Linked DNA regions of Mus musculus: region 1 is linked to region 2. The links are chromatin contacts, called in public HiChIP or PLAC-seq maps. All regions are on one chromosome and are shown on one strand. Each heading gives the region's core, a stretch centred on a gene start, on an enhancer-like site or on the middle of the called end of the contact. The rest is flanking DNA. Distances are from core to core; before and after follow the strand shown. Region 1 overlaps Uck2 (uridine-cytidine kinase 2). Region 2 has its middle 54 kb from the start of Gm16701.

Region 1 (6,182 bases), core at 125-2,624, 300 kb before region 2:
GGTGCATATTATGTACTTTGGCCATTTACCCTCTCTTGCCCCCGCCCACCTGTGATTCAATGCTGTATAAACAGGAGAGGCAGTCAGCTGCCTTCTCACTTCTCAGCGCATCACCTCTGTTGTAGGCGTCTTCCCTGTGTAGAAGAAGCCAGGTGAGAGCAAATGGGTAGATGTTGTGTCCTTGGGGGCAAGCGACCTTGAGTATTGAGTTTCACCACTCCAGTTTGTCCCTTAATCCCCCTGTGTGAGGGGAAGGAGCTGGACCAGCCCCACTTGTGTCCTGAAGTGAGAGGAATGATTGACCCTCCAGTGTGATCTCTGCCCTCTGCCTCGAGCTTCAGAAAGGACTTAGCAGATTCACCAAAGCTAGCAGCAGCAAGCCCAGGCACGGCCACCGATTCTGTATTCAGGCGGAGGGTGAGGAAGTGGAGGCAGAAAGAATTCATTTCTTTACACAGAAGGGCTGAAGTCGTTTCTGCAGAGTGACTGTTTAGAGTCATTGTTACCTCATGTGAGGGTTAGTGTGACCACCGGAATCCTGGCATTCTGCTGTACGAGGGGAGTTTGCCTCTGCACAGCTGGTGACCAGACAGGATGACCCTAGACCTCAGTTCTTTGTGAGCAGTGTTTGTCCTTTTTGTGGTTGTGAGCCACCATGTGGTTGCTTGGATTTGAACTCAGGACCTTTGGGAGAACAGACAGTGCTCTTACCCACTGAGCCATCTCGCTAGCTAACTCTTGCCTAGCTAATGACTAACTCAGGACTGTTAGCTTCTTGCTGGATAAGAGGGTAGGAACGCTGCCATTCTTAGCCTGGTCCTTCTGAGTTCACAGCACGAGGCTAAGCACAAGTGGAGTAATCCCTGTGTTATGCTTTGCTGTGACCTCGCTCGCTCCTTTCCCCCTAGAACACAGCAGTGGCTCACCTGCTTCCTAGAGTAGCCATCTGTGCCCCCTTCAGCATGTGCTCAGACATCTTTTAACCAAAAGAACTAATTGTCGACAATCAGCAGTGGCTTACCTTTCCCTCCATCGTGAAGTAGTCATCAGAACAATTAACTTCCCGAGAGGCCCAGCAAGCACTTGCTTTGCAGAGCCTGCAAGGAGGGTTGCAGAGTCTCCCCAGCGATGCTGGGTCTGAGCACATTGGCACTGCACCCGTTTGAAGAGTCCCGGGGCTTTCTGTCTGCTCGGAAGTGGGGCAGGCCTGGCAGGTGTGCAGTGATTATGAGCACCCCCCCCCCACCCCCACCCTCAGCCAGGCTGTCCTGAGCCAGGCACAGCTGCTTTTGCAGTGTGTGGTCACAGGCAGAATCACTTACTCTGCCTCTCTGTGACTCAGAGAGTTAGGTAAGAGAGGATAGTGTCACCCACGTCATAGGTTGGGTTGAGGGTTGAGATGGCTCTAGCTGCAGGTTCTGTGTCATAGTCAGGGTTTAGTCAGGGTTACTGTTGCTGTGATGAAACACTGGCCAAAAGCAACCCTGGGAGGGAAGGGCTTATGTGGCTCACACTTGGCATCAGTTTTCATCACCAAAGGCAGTCAGGATGGGAACTGGGAGGCAGGAGCTGATGCAGAGGCCATGGAGGGTGCTGCTTACTGGCCTGCTTCTCATGGCTTATTAAGCCTGCTTTCTTATAATATCCAGGACCTCTGGCCCAGGGCTGGTACCATCTGTAATAGCCTGGGCCCTCCCCTAGCAGTCACTAATTAGGGAAATGCCCTACAGGAGGCATTTCCTTTCTTTCTTTTTTCCCTCCAATTCTCCCCCCCCCTCCCCCTTTCTTTGGAAGCATTAAAAAGCATTAAATTTCCTATTCTCAGATAGGACTGTAGCTTTGGTCAACCGTCACCTGAACTTGGTGGGAAGGTGTGCATGTGTAAATCACACCTATACTCAGTGTGTCAAGAACTCTCCCCTCTCCCCCAGTACCCTCACCTCTGATACTGTCAGATTCACATACACGTCCAGCCTGACTTTGGAGGACATATTCTGAACATAGCATGCTCCTACTCTTTTATCTGATTTGTGGTTCCCTGACTCTCAGACTTACTTTGTCTAGCTACTGTCTATCTTTAGTTGCTTCAGGGTGGCTGCTTAAGCTCCAGCTAGCAAGTGTTTACTAGGAGGGACAAAAGGGGGGAGTACTTAATTATTTAAGGAGCTTCCAGAAACCTTTCGCTTAAGACCTCTACATATTAATGTGACTAGAATTTAGCATGATGACGCAGCGCAAGGAAGGGCCGAAAACGTTAATGCTCAGGGCTGGAGATTCGGAACACACAACCAGCCACCTCTACTAAGTATTTAAGAGTTTTGTGTCGGTCAGGATAGACCCTAGGAGAGAATAGTTCAAATCATGGCCGATGCTAACTAAAAAGGAGCGGTGTACACTTTACAGGTGCCGGGTTTAAAGAGAAGGACCTCTGCTGAACTGAGACACCGCCGTGCCCCCCCCCCCCCAACTTCCAGCTCCTCTGTGGTACAGCCTGGCCAGTCCCTGGGGTAAAAGCTGAGCCACAGCTGATTCTTGGGTTATTGGAATGGTCTGTGGCCTCTTTGGGGTACTGGGGAACCTCATGCATTTGTAGCAGTTCAGCAAGTTTCTCATTGAGATCCTGTCTGTGTCTTGAGCACACAGTTGGTCCGCTTTGTGGTTAGTTTGCCCGCTTAGCATTGCATGGTTTTGGGCTACCCACGCTTAAGCCTATATCGATGGCTTGCAGCTACTCTAGGGAAGCATTCGAGTGGACACCTCTCTGCCGTGGCCACAAGATTGGCTTGCTCCCGTTAGAATCAACAGATTTGAATTTTCTTCTCAGTTGTGGCCAGAGCAAATGATGGGTGTTTTGATGTTCTCATGCCTGTAAATTAGAGCCTGTGAGTTGTGTGAGGAACACCCCCTGAGCCCAAAAAAGTGACCTAATGTCTGGGGGGGGGGGGCATGATGTTTTTTTTCTTTTTTCTTGAGATGGACACCATAGAACTTAGTAATCATACTAACCGGGAAAGACTGAAGAGTAATTGGTATGACTTATTCGCAGTACCAGAGCGAAGGGGCCAGATGGCCGTCCCTGCTTGGCCTTTTCCCACCACCAGCTGATGAGGTCAGCTGAGGTCAGGGCAAGTGTTAACCGAGGGGATGGAAATGATGAATCTGCCTGTTGATTGGCTCCTTTAAGCCTGGCTGGCTGGTTGCTAGGCTTCCCTCCCCCTGATTCTGAAGTAGCCTCAACAACTTGATGGGATTGTGGCATGCTGGACAGAGTGGCCCTTAGCCAGGATGTCCCTTGTGAGGCTGCAGGGACCCCCCCCCCCCCATCAGCCTTCCACCCACCCAAGGGTTTGGGGCCACAGAGCTCTCCAGCCCTGGCCTTGTGTACATCCTGGGGTTGGAGGGCATATGACAAAGAGACAACAGTCCCCAGTGCTCAGAAGTATTGGCACTGGCCCGCAGCCTCAGAAGGGGGTTAGGCCCGGGAAGACACACTGCTAGAAGTAGAATAGGCAGATGGTATCTGGGTGGTTGAGAGCCAACTTGTGTGTGAGTGAGGATGGTTTTTAAAGAAAAAGCCTTTGCTTAGGCCAGAATCTGCAGCAGGCTCAGCATCTGCCCTTTTAGGAACTGCCAGCCGGAGGGTTCTGGCGACTCACTGACACTCTGGCGATTCCCCGAGGGCCACCGAGAGTGTCTCTGAGAAAGGAAGCCGTTGTTCCACACATCTAGAGCGCTCAGCCTGTCGTCCTCGATGCTGGCTCCCAACAACTGGGACTTCTGTGTACGCACTTTGAGCTTTCTTTTGGTAGACGCACCACTCCCTGCCTTTAGTTATTTGAAATGCTATGACATTTAACACAGGCAGTGAGGTAAGGATGCGGTGCATTGCGGCTGGACACTGCCCAGAGCTCTCTCTCTGCCAGTGCCTGCGGAAGTGCGAGAAATCTGTGGAGGTGGTGCATGCCTTTAGTACCCGCACTTGGTTCTCTGAGCCGGGCCAGTCTGGTTTACAGAGGAGTTCCAGAATAGCCAGGACTACTTGGAGAAAGTCTACCTTGGAAAAACAGAGAGGATGAAGATGCACAAAACTAGGCTGCACGCAAGCTCCCTCAGGCTGTTAGATAGCTGTGAGCTGTTCCAGCCCTGGCTTAGAGTCCTGACTCCAGCACCTTGTTGTGCCTTGCACCCCCCCACCCCTACCCCCACCCCCACCCCCACCCCCACCCCCACCTTAGCACTAGCTGTTGAACTCCTGTACTAGTGACTTCCATCTCATGAAACAGCCCTGTTCCAGTCAGGAATTACGAAGAGCACCAAAGCCCTTGAATTGCACTTTATGGCGAACTTTTTTAGCCTACTCATAAGAGTTGCCAATCAGATTTTTTTTTTCAGGGTTGTAGCTGGATCAAGGGAAAGAAATTGTTTCTTGTCAGGCATGCTAGCTTTATACACTTTGGTGGTAGTGTGCTATTACTATGGATCAAAAACATTTACTAGACTTGGGCAAAATTGTTCAAAAAAATGTATAGTTAGTGTACACATGCCTTTGTGAAAGTTCTGTGTCCCAGAAAAGGTGAGCAGCACAGACTTTTCTCACCACCTTTGAATGTAGGAATCAGGAGATTCCAGGCCTGCAACTGTATCAGTCCCTTTCATTGACTTGGATGCTGGGTGTTTGCAGTTAGAGACAGACATGCAAGCTCTACCTTCCTGGGGGTGGGGGCAGCGGTGTGTGTGGGGGCATCTCAGGGAGCAAATATACACTCCAATAAAAGTTCAAAGTAGTTTCAAGTGCTTAGCTGTATAAAAGTGTCACAAGAGGGAAAATGACTTAGGAACAATAAACTGTGGCAAACTATTGTCCCTCCTTCGAGGGTTCCGTGACAAACATGCCCCGTGGTGCTGCACAGAACAGTCTGACGGATACAGAGCGGTGCAATGAGTGGCTTACTGTTCTCAGGCTCCAGTAAACCAAACAACGTTTATAAGAATTGTAACTTGTGTGTGCTTTGGTTTGTGTGTTCTGCTGTTAAAGTCAGGTGGCAAAGTTCGCAAAACAGGCTCGAGAACAAAGCCGAGCCTGGTAACTCTTATGTGTCAGTTCTGAGTTGTCAGGTTGTTTGTTGCTTGCTCCTGGAGCTTTGCCTGGCTCTGTAGACCAGGCTGGCCTCAAACTCAAACTGCCTTCTCCTCTCAGAGTGCTAGAATCAATGGCACACACTTTTTATTTTGTTGTACGTCTGGGTTTAGTGTGTGCATGCATGTGCATGTATGTGCATGTCTGTGGAGGTCAGAGGACAGCTTATCCACATTCACTCTTTTTCTTCTGCCTCACGGGTCCACCACAGATTACAGGCGTGGTGGCCAGTGCCTTACCCACTGAGCCATCTTGCCAGTCTGCTTCTGTTTTATTTAAGTAAGGCTTCATTACCTGTTTATATCTACCTGCATGCCTATACAAGCCAGAAGATGCTGTTGGCTTCCCTGGAGTTAAGAGTTACAGGTGATTGTGAGCCACCCGTCCTGGGTGCTGGGGGTGGAACTCATGTCCCCTGGAAGAGCAGCAAGCACTTCAGCCACAGAGCCGACATTCCAGCCTGTCCGCCACATTGCATAGCCCTTGCTCCGGCTCTCGCTCCCACTGATGAGGCTGTGTAGGCGCTGAGTGCCCCGTGCTTACGTAGTCACTTTTTGCTCTGTCAGCATACCATCAGTTCCACTTGAAGATGGAGCGATACTTGGCATTCCGTTTTCATTCACCAGCTTGCAGAGAGGAGGCAGGGCCACTCTCCACACCTTACAGCATGGAGCTCTCAGAGCAGCAGGCGCTGAGGAGGAGGAAGGGACCCTGGGCTCCTTAGACCTTCCTTTCAGCAGGCTGGTCTTAGAGGGGTTTTATTTTTCAAGATCCCAAACCCATCCCCACCCCCACCTCGGCACTGTCTTACCGTTTTAGTTGACTGTATATTACTAGAGCTCAGGGAGGCGCCAGCCTCGAGATGTGCACTTCCTGTGCTCCCACACACCTCTGACTCCTGGCTGTCGTCTTCTCTCCTCACAGTCTTCCGTTTGTGCTAAGATCGTCCAGCTTTTGGGGCAGAATGAGGTGGATTACCACCAGAAGCAGGTGGTGATCCTGAGCCAGGATAGCTTCTACCGAGTCCTCACCTCAGAGCAGAAGG
Region 2 (6,236 bases), core at 3,567-6,066:
ACATATAAATAATACAGTTCCTTGAGGCTTTATCAAACAACCTTTGTATTACTTGTTTTAAAGAGTGCCTCTGTTTGTTTTTTTATTGTCGTTTTTCCCCTTTCCAGAGGATTACCATTGGTGCACTTGGGTGACTCATGAAGCTCAGGTTTTCATAAATGCTTTTGTAGTTACATAGAATGGACTTAGAACCCTGGGGACCAAAACTGCCAAGGTTGCTTCTGCTCTGACTGAGTCACCTCACCCATCTCTTAGAACCCTAACACCAGAGCTCCGATGATCCACCATTCCAATAATGACAACCACAGCAAGACAACCAGACTCCACCGCGGATGCTGAGCCGGATGCTCCAGTAGTTACTTGGGAGGATAGTTCGTCTTGCTTGTCTCCGAGGTTGCTGGGCAACTCCAGTGAGTGATTTTATAAAGGACAGAGTGATCTGCAGCACAAGGGTTTACTATTATTAAAAATACACCTCGTGGCATTGCCTAGACAAAGAAATGTTGGGAATGACAGACGCTGAAGCTAAATGAGGACAGGAACATTAAAAAACCTAATTACTAAATATCCCACAAATACCACAAACAGAGTCGGAACTTGACTAATTAACGACAGGAGCCTCACATTTAAGTATTTCAGTTTTACTGGCTTCAATCCTCTTTGCCTATCAGGACTGGTTTATTTCTACCATCGAATACCTATGAAACCAGTGAGGCCTAACTGATGTGTGATTGATGTGGGCTCTGTTAATTATATGGCTGGGTTTTATGCACGAAACCATATCCTTGGTTTCTCTCCCTTAATTTACCTCACTTTAACTGTTGGTCATAAAGCAGTTTCAGATATATCTGCTGAATCCCAGAGCAGAGTTTTTGCAACTCGGAAGGTACCCGAGTCAGTTTAGGCATCCTGAGTAGTTCCGTCGACGCGGGGGAAGGGGTGGGGGGAACTCCGGCTGGAAGATGGATGGCTTGGCTTTTCCTTCCAGCCCTGCTGGCTCCCTCTCTGCAGCTGCTCACTGGTGCCGCAGCACATCTGTTATCATTAAATGCATGCGCAGCATCAGCAGTGACAAAAGGCTTAATTGCTTCCTGACAGTCTATCAGATGGGGCTTTACTCACTCTCAATTTAGATAGCTGGAGATGATAACATCTGCCTACTAGCCTCTCCCGAGCATCTGGTACCCTTGCTGGTAGTAGCACCTGATTTTCTTCTGGGATTTCACTCATCTCTCAGACTTCCTCTCTTATTATTCCCTGTGGCTCAATCCCATTTCTGTTGCTCCAGGGCTGGATTTGGACAAATGGAATCCCAGTGGTTGGTTCCTGGGTGGGCACGTGACCTAAGTTTAGCCAATGAAGAGACAGACACCTAAGACTGACAAGAACTCTTTGAAAAGGACACCCTGTTCTTCTCTGGGTTTTTAAGCTGTTAGGTCTTGGACTCGCTGTGTCTTTGCTGCCACTTAGATCTGAGTGGTGAAGCCAGCACTGAGGACAGGAGAGGCTAGAGGTGGAGAGACAGGCTCTGGTCAGCATGGTTTGCGTGTGCGGACTCCAGCAACGACAGAAGAGAAGTTCATAAATGCACCACCATATTATATGAGACAGTCTGAATGGGAATCTGTCACTTAGTCAAGAGTCCTTTCTTCTGTCGTGGTACATCTAGGTTGTTTCCAGCTTCTGGCTATCACAAATAAGGCCGCTATGAACATAGTGGAACACATGCCCCTGTGGCATGGTGGGGCATCTTTTGGGTATATTCCCAAGAGTTGTTTGGATGGGTCTTCAGGCAGATCTATTTCCAGTTTTCTGGGGGAACCTCCAGATTGATTTCCAGAGTGGTTGTACCAGTTTGCAATCCCACCAGCAATGGAGGAGTGTCTCTCCAAAACGCATCAGAGATCTGGGAGCTGAGAGACTCTCAGGACTCAAAGGGAGGGATCTTAGATGAAATGCCAGGCATTTATGCCAGACATAGGGAGAGGGAACTTATAGAGCCCACCTCCCACAGGAAGAAAGGACATCAAGTCAGAGATTGGGTTGCCATCCTACAGTCACAACTCTAACTCATAATTGTTCCTGTCTGAAAGAATTACAGGGATGGAATGGAGAGGAGCCTGAGGAAAAGAAGGTCCAGCAAGAGGCCCAAAGTGGGATACAGCTCAAGGCCTGACACTATTACTGAGGCTATGGAGCACTCACAAAAAGGAATCTATCATGACTGCCCTCCAAAAGACCTAACAAGTAGCTGAAAGAGTCAGATTCAGATATTTGCACCCAACCAATATACAGAAGCAGCTGACCCTTGTTGTTGAATTAGGGAAGACTGAAAGAAGCTGAGGAGAAGGACGACCCTGTAGGAGGACCAGCAGTCTCAATTAATCAGGACCCCTGAGATCTCTCAAATACTGGACCGCCAAACAGGGACCATACACCAGCTGATAAGAGCCCCCAACATACATATAGCAGAGGACTTCTGGGTCTGTGTTTATTCAGAGATGATGCACCTAACCCTCAAGAGACTGGAGGCTCCACAGAGTTTAGAGGCCAGGTGGGGTGGGGGATGGGGTCATCCATGTGGAGACAGGGGGATAGGGATGAGGTGTGGAATATAGAGCAGTTGGAGGGTGGATGGGAGGGGGCAGAATAAAATATGGAATGTAAAAAAAATAAAATTAAAATTAATTAATTAATTAAAAAATAGTCCTGACCCAGACGTTGAAACTTTATCCTGATAATTTCCAGTGCACGTAATGTATGAAAAGAGTCTTAGGAAAACAGAAAGAATGTAGAGGATAGAACATGGAATTTCTTTTCTCCAGCAGCCGAGCAAGATGCCCAATGGGAAGAAGGCCAAGGGGAAGAAGGTGGCCCCGGCCCCCGCCGTCGTCAAGAAGCAGGAGGCCAAGAAGGTGGTCAACCCTCTGTTCGAGAAGAGGCCCAAGAACTTCGGCATTGGACAGGACATCCAGCCCAAAAGAGATTTAATGCGCTTCGTCAAATGGCCCCGCTACATCAGGCTGCAGCGGCAAAGAGCCATCCTCTACAAGCGGCTCAAAGTCCCTCCTGCCATTAACCAGTTCACCCAGGCCCTGGACAGGCAGACAGCTACTCAGCTGCTTAAGCTTGCCCACAAGTACAGGCCAGAGACAAAGCAAGAGAAGAAGCAAAGGCTACTGGCCCGTGCTGAGAAGAAAGCTGCTGGCAAAGGCGACGTCCCTACTAAGAGGCCACCTGTCCTCTGAGCAGGAGTCAATACAGTCACCACCTTGGTGGAGAATAAGAAGGCTCAGCTGGTGGTGATGGCCCATGACGTAGACCCCATTGAGCTGGTGGTTTTCCTACCTGCCCTGTGTCGAAAGATGGGGGTGCCCTACTGCATCATCAAGGGAAAGGCCAGGCTGGGGCACCTGGTCCACAGGAAGACATGCACCACTGTTGCCTTCACACAGGTTAACTCGGAAGACAAGGGTGCTCTGGCTAAGCTGGTGGAAGCTATTAGGACCAATTATAATGACAGATATGACGAGATCCGTCGCCACTGGGGAGGCAACGTCCTGGGTCCTAAGTCTGTGGCTCGAATTGCCAAGCTGGAAAAAGCAAAGGCTAAAGAACTCGCCACTAAATTGGGTTAAATGTATGCTGAATTTTCTGTACCTAAATATAATTACAAAATTAAAAAAAAAAGAACATGGAATTTAGAAGTTTACACACATACACACACACACACACACACACACACACAAGCACACATGAATACATGTGTGCAAATGCATATGAAAGAGAGAGAGACAGATAGACAGACAGAAACACAGACACACAGAGGGGAGAGAGAGAGAGAAAGAGAGAGAGAGAGAGAATGAATGAGGGACTTATCCCATGGCATCTGGGTGGTAGAGGACACACTGTGTGCTTACTGGAAGACTCTGGGCATCATCCACACACCCGGTCATAGCTTGCTTATGAGTTAGGAGCTGAGGATATGTCAGATGAGAAAGTCCATTCACTGCTCCTTTCATGGAGATGATGACTTAATAGTGACTCAAGACTAGGGACCTGGACAGACAGGAAATGAGCAGATCTGTCAGTGTTCTGTATGGATGTGCGATACCACCTGGGGACAGGTCCTATGGCTGGCTGACTGATTGGCTTTCTTCTCTCCCTCTCCCTCTCCCTCTCCCTCTCCCTCTCCCTCTCCCTCTCCCTCTCCCTCTCCCTCTCCCTCTCCCTCTCCCTCTCCCTCTCCCTCTCCCTCTCTCCTTCTTCTTTCTATATGCCCCATTTCTTTGGAGTCAGGGTCTCACGTTGCTCAGGCAGGCCTTGAACTTAACTTCAGATCTTCCTGTCTTCATATCAGGAGGGTAGATGTCCCACTGCACTCAGCCTTATTACGTTCTGAGGAGCAAAGCCAGAGTGGCAGGCAGCCTTGCCTGTGCTAGGCCAAGTACATTACCAGCTGAACTTTATTCATGGCCACCGCCACCCAGCTGTGCACTGCCACGGCCAGCTGGATTCTCTGATTTCTGTGGTATCGTGATGCTATCATTAGTTACAGAAGCATTCTGCAGTGAGCTTCACTCTAGTCTGGTTTTGCTCTCAGCACTTTTAATGTTTGACCTGCTAAAGCAATGGTTCTCAACCTGTGGGTCACGAAGCCACTAGGTCACGTATCAGATATCCTGTCTAGCAGATATTTACATTGTGATTCATAACAGTAGCCAAATTACAGTTATGAAGTAGCAATGAGATAATTTTATGGTTGGGGGTTACCACGACATGAGGAACTGGGTCAAAGTGTTGGGAAGGTTGAGAACCACTGAGCTAAAAGAAGTTGAGGTAGGTTAACAATAAGTCTTAAGAACTAAAAAGCACCAACCAGTAATCTATGCTTTAAAATATAGTTGTTTTTTTTTTTTTTTTTTTTTTTTATGTGGTGGGGCCTGCTAAGACTAGATTTGGAGCACTTTCCCCTAGAGAGTGGTAAACTTCTATCTATGTGCTTGAACATATTTTGTCTTCCCCAGTCTCTGCAGCATCCATGAATCATAGAGGACAACACCAAGGTAGTGAAGGCTATGGGACCTGTGCATGTTGTCAAGTTTGAGGAAAGGATAGATCCTGACATTAGCTGGCCCTTGTGGGAAGCTGCTGTCCCCACCAGCCTGATGAGGCCTGAGACCTGTCACTCAGAGATGTCACTGTCACTGATCTTTCCTGTCCCCGTTGCTAATTAACCTATAACAATGTGTATGTTTCTTCCCTGTTAATAAGTTTCCCTGTGTGCTTTTGCCTGCAGAGAAAAATCTCGTTTTTTAAAAACATTTTTAAAAAATGTGGGAAGGCAATGCCTTGCTTGATCTGGGTGCTACTTGCTACCCCTAGTCTCACTTATGACTTCCTCTGATCTTTTCAGACCAACCTACCATACTCCAAATGCACCCTCTACTGACTTGATTCCAACTGTAATTCCTTATCTAGAAGATTTGGAGTTGTGTCGCATGCTTCTCACTCCTAGAGCTCATATTTGCTGAATTTCTTTCCATCTTCTGGGGCTCAAGGAAAGTCCCCCTCTGTTGTGAAGCTCTCCAAGATGGTCTCTTACTGAAGCAACTTCCTTGGCACCATATTTGGTTTATTACTGCATTTGTTTTCCAGACCTACTCTGATATTTTGTTATATAGTGGGTGTTTTCTCCAAATGACACATTCGTAAATTTATCAATATAGGAGATCATGCGTAGATCTTTGTGGTCTCTCTGCTGCTTTGGTCAGAGAACTGAAAATGTAGTTTCTGAATGGATGCTCAGGGCTCTCTGTCTCTCTCTGTTTCACTCTATCTCCTTCTATCTTTCTCTCTCTTTCTCACCATGAAAGTAAATACCCCCTGCTCCCTCTCACACCACTGAACCTCAGAAGAAACTATTCCCACTATGGGATGTGCTTGTGTGTTCCCAGTCTCTTCTCTACTTTCTTCACAGCATGAAGTGAGGAAAATACTTAATACTGCTGCATTCTACAAATACTGCGTGAAGTAGTACCCGCTCTCACTAACCTGCAATGCACTTTTGTCTCTTCCCTTCCCATCCCCCCTCCCCTCCTCCTCTCCCTTTAACTCTCCTTCTTCTCTATTAGAATTCAGCTTATCATTCCCTTTAAAAAGGATTCTTTTAAAAAATAGAAATATGTAACATTTTTACACACGTATAATGTGTTTGGAACCAATCCATCTCCCAT

Evidence for each region. HiChIP or PLAC-seq counts read pairs in DNA pulled down with a chosen protein or histone mark.
Region 1: a FOXA1 HiChIP or PLAC-seq map of pancreatic cancer cells shows a contact between it and region 2. The contact joins two enhancer-like sites. A contact is called at or near these places in 1 of 115 datasets of contacts at active chromatin or transcription factors (pancreatic cancer cells) and 1 of 9 other capture datasets (adipose tissue).

Annotation. Positions count from the first base shown.
Region 1 is chr1:167,237,528-167,243,709 of GRCm38.p6, reverse strand. It overlaps Uck2 (uridine-cytidine kinase 2), which reads left to right. Exons shown (of 7, transcript NM_030724.3): 2 at 6,062-6,182. Among named protein-coding and RNA genes, the nearest start is that of Gm46170, 26 kb to the left of the region's middle. Within about 2 kb of position 1,374, at least 129 of the 459 cell types and tissues checked have an H3K27ac peak or open chromatin away from gene starts, as enhancers often do. A contact at or near this core is called in pancreatic cancer cells, where this site is marked.
Region 2 is chr1:166,942,996-166,949,231 of GRCm38.p6, reverse strand. It overlaps the pseudogene Gm6286. Among named protein-coding and RNA genes, the nearest start is that of Gm16701, 54 kb to the left of the region's middle. Within about 2 kb of position 4,816, at least 8 of the 459 cell types and tissues checked have an H3K27ac peak or open chromatin away from gene starts, as enhancers often do. A contact at or near this core is called in pancreatic cancer cells, where this site is marked.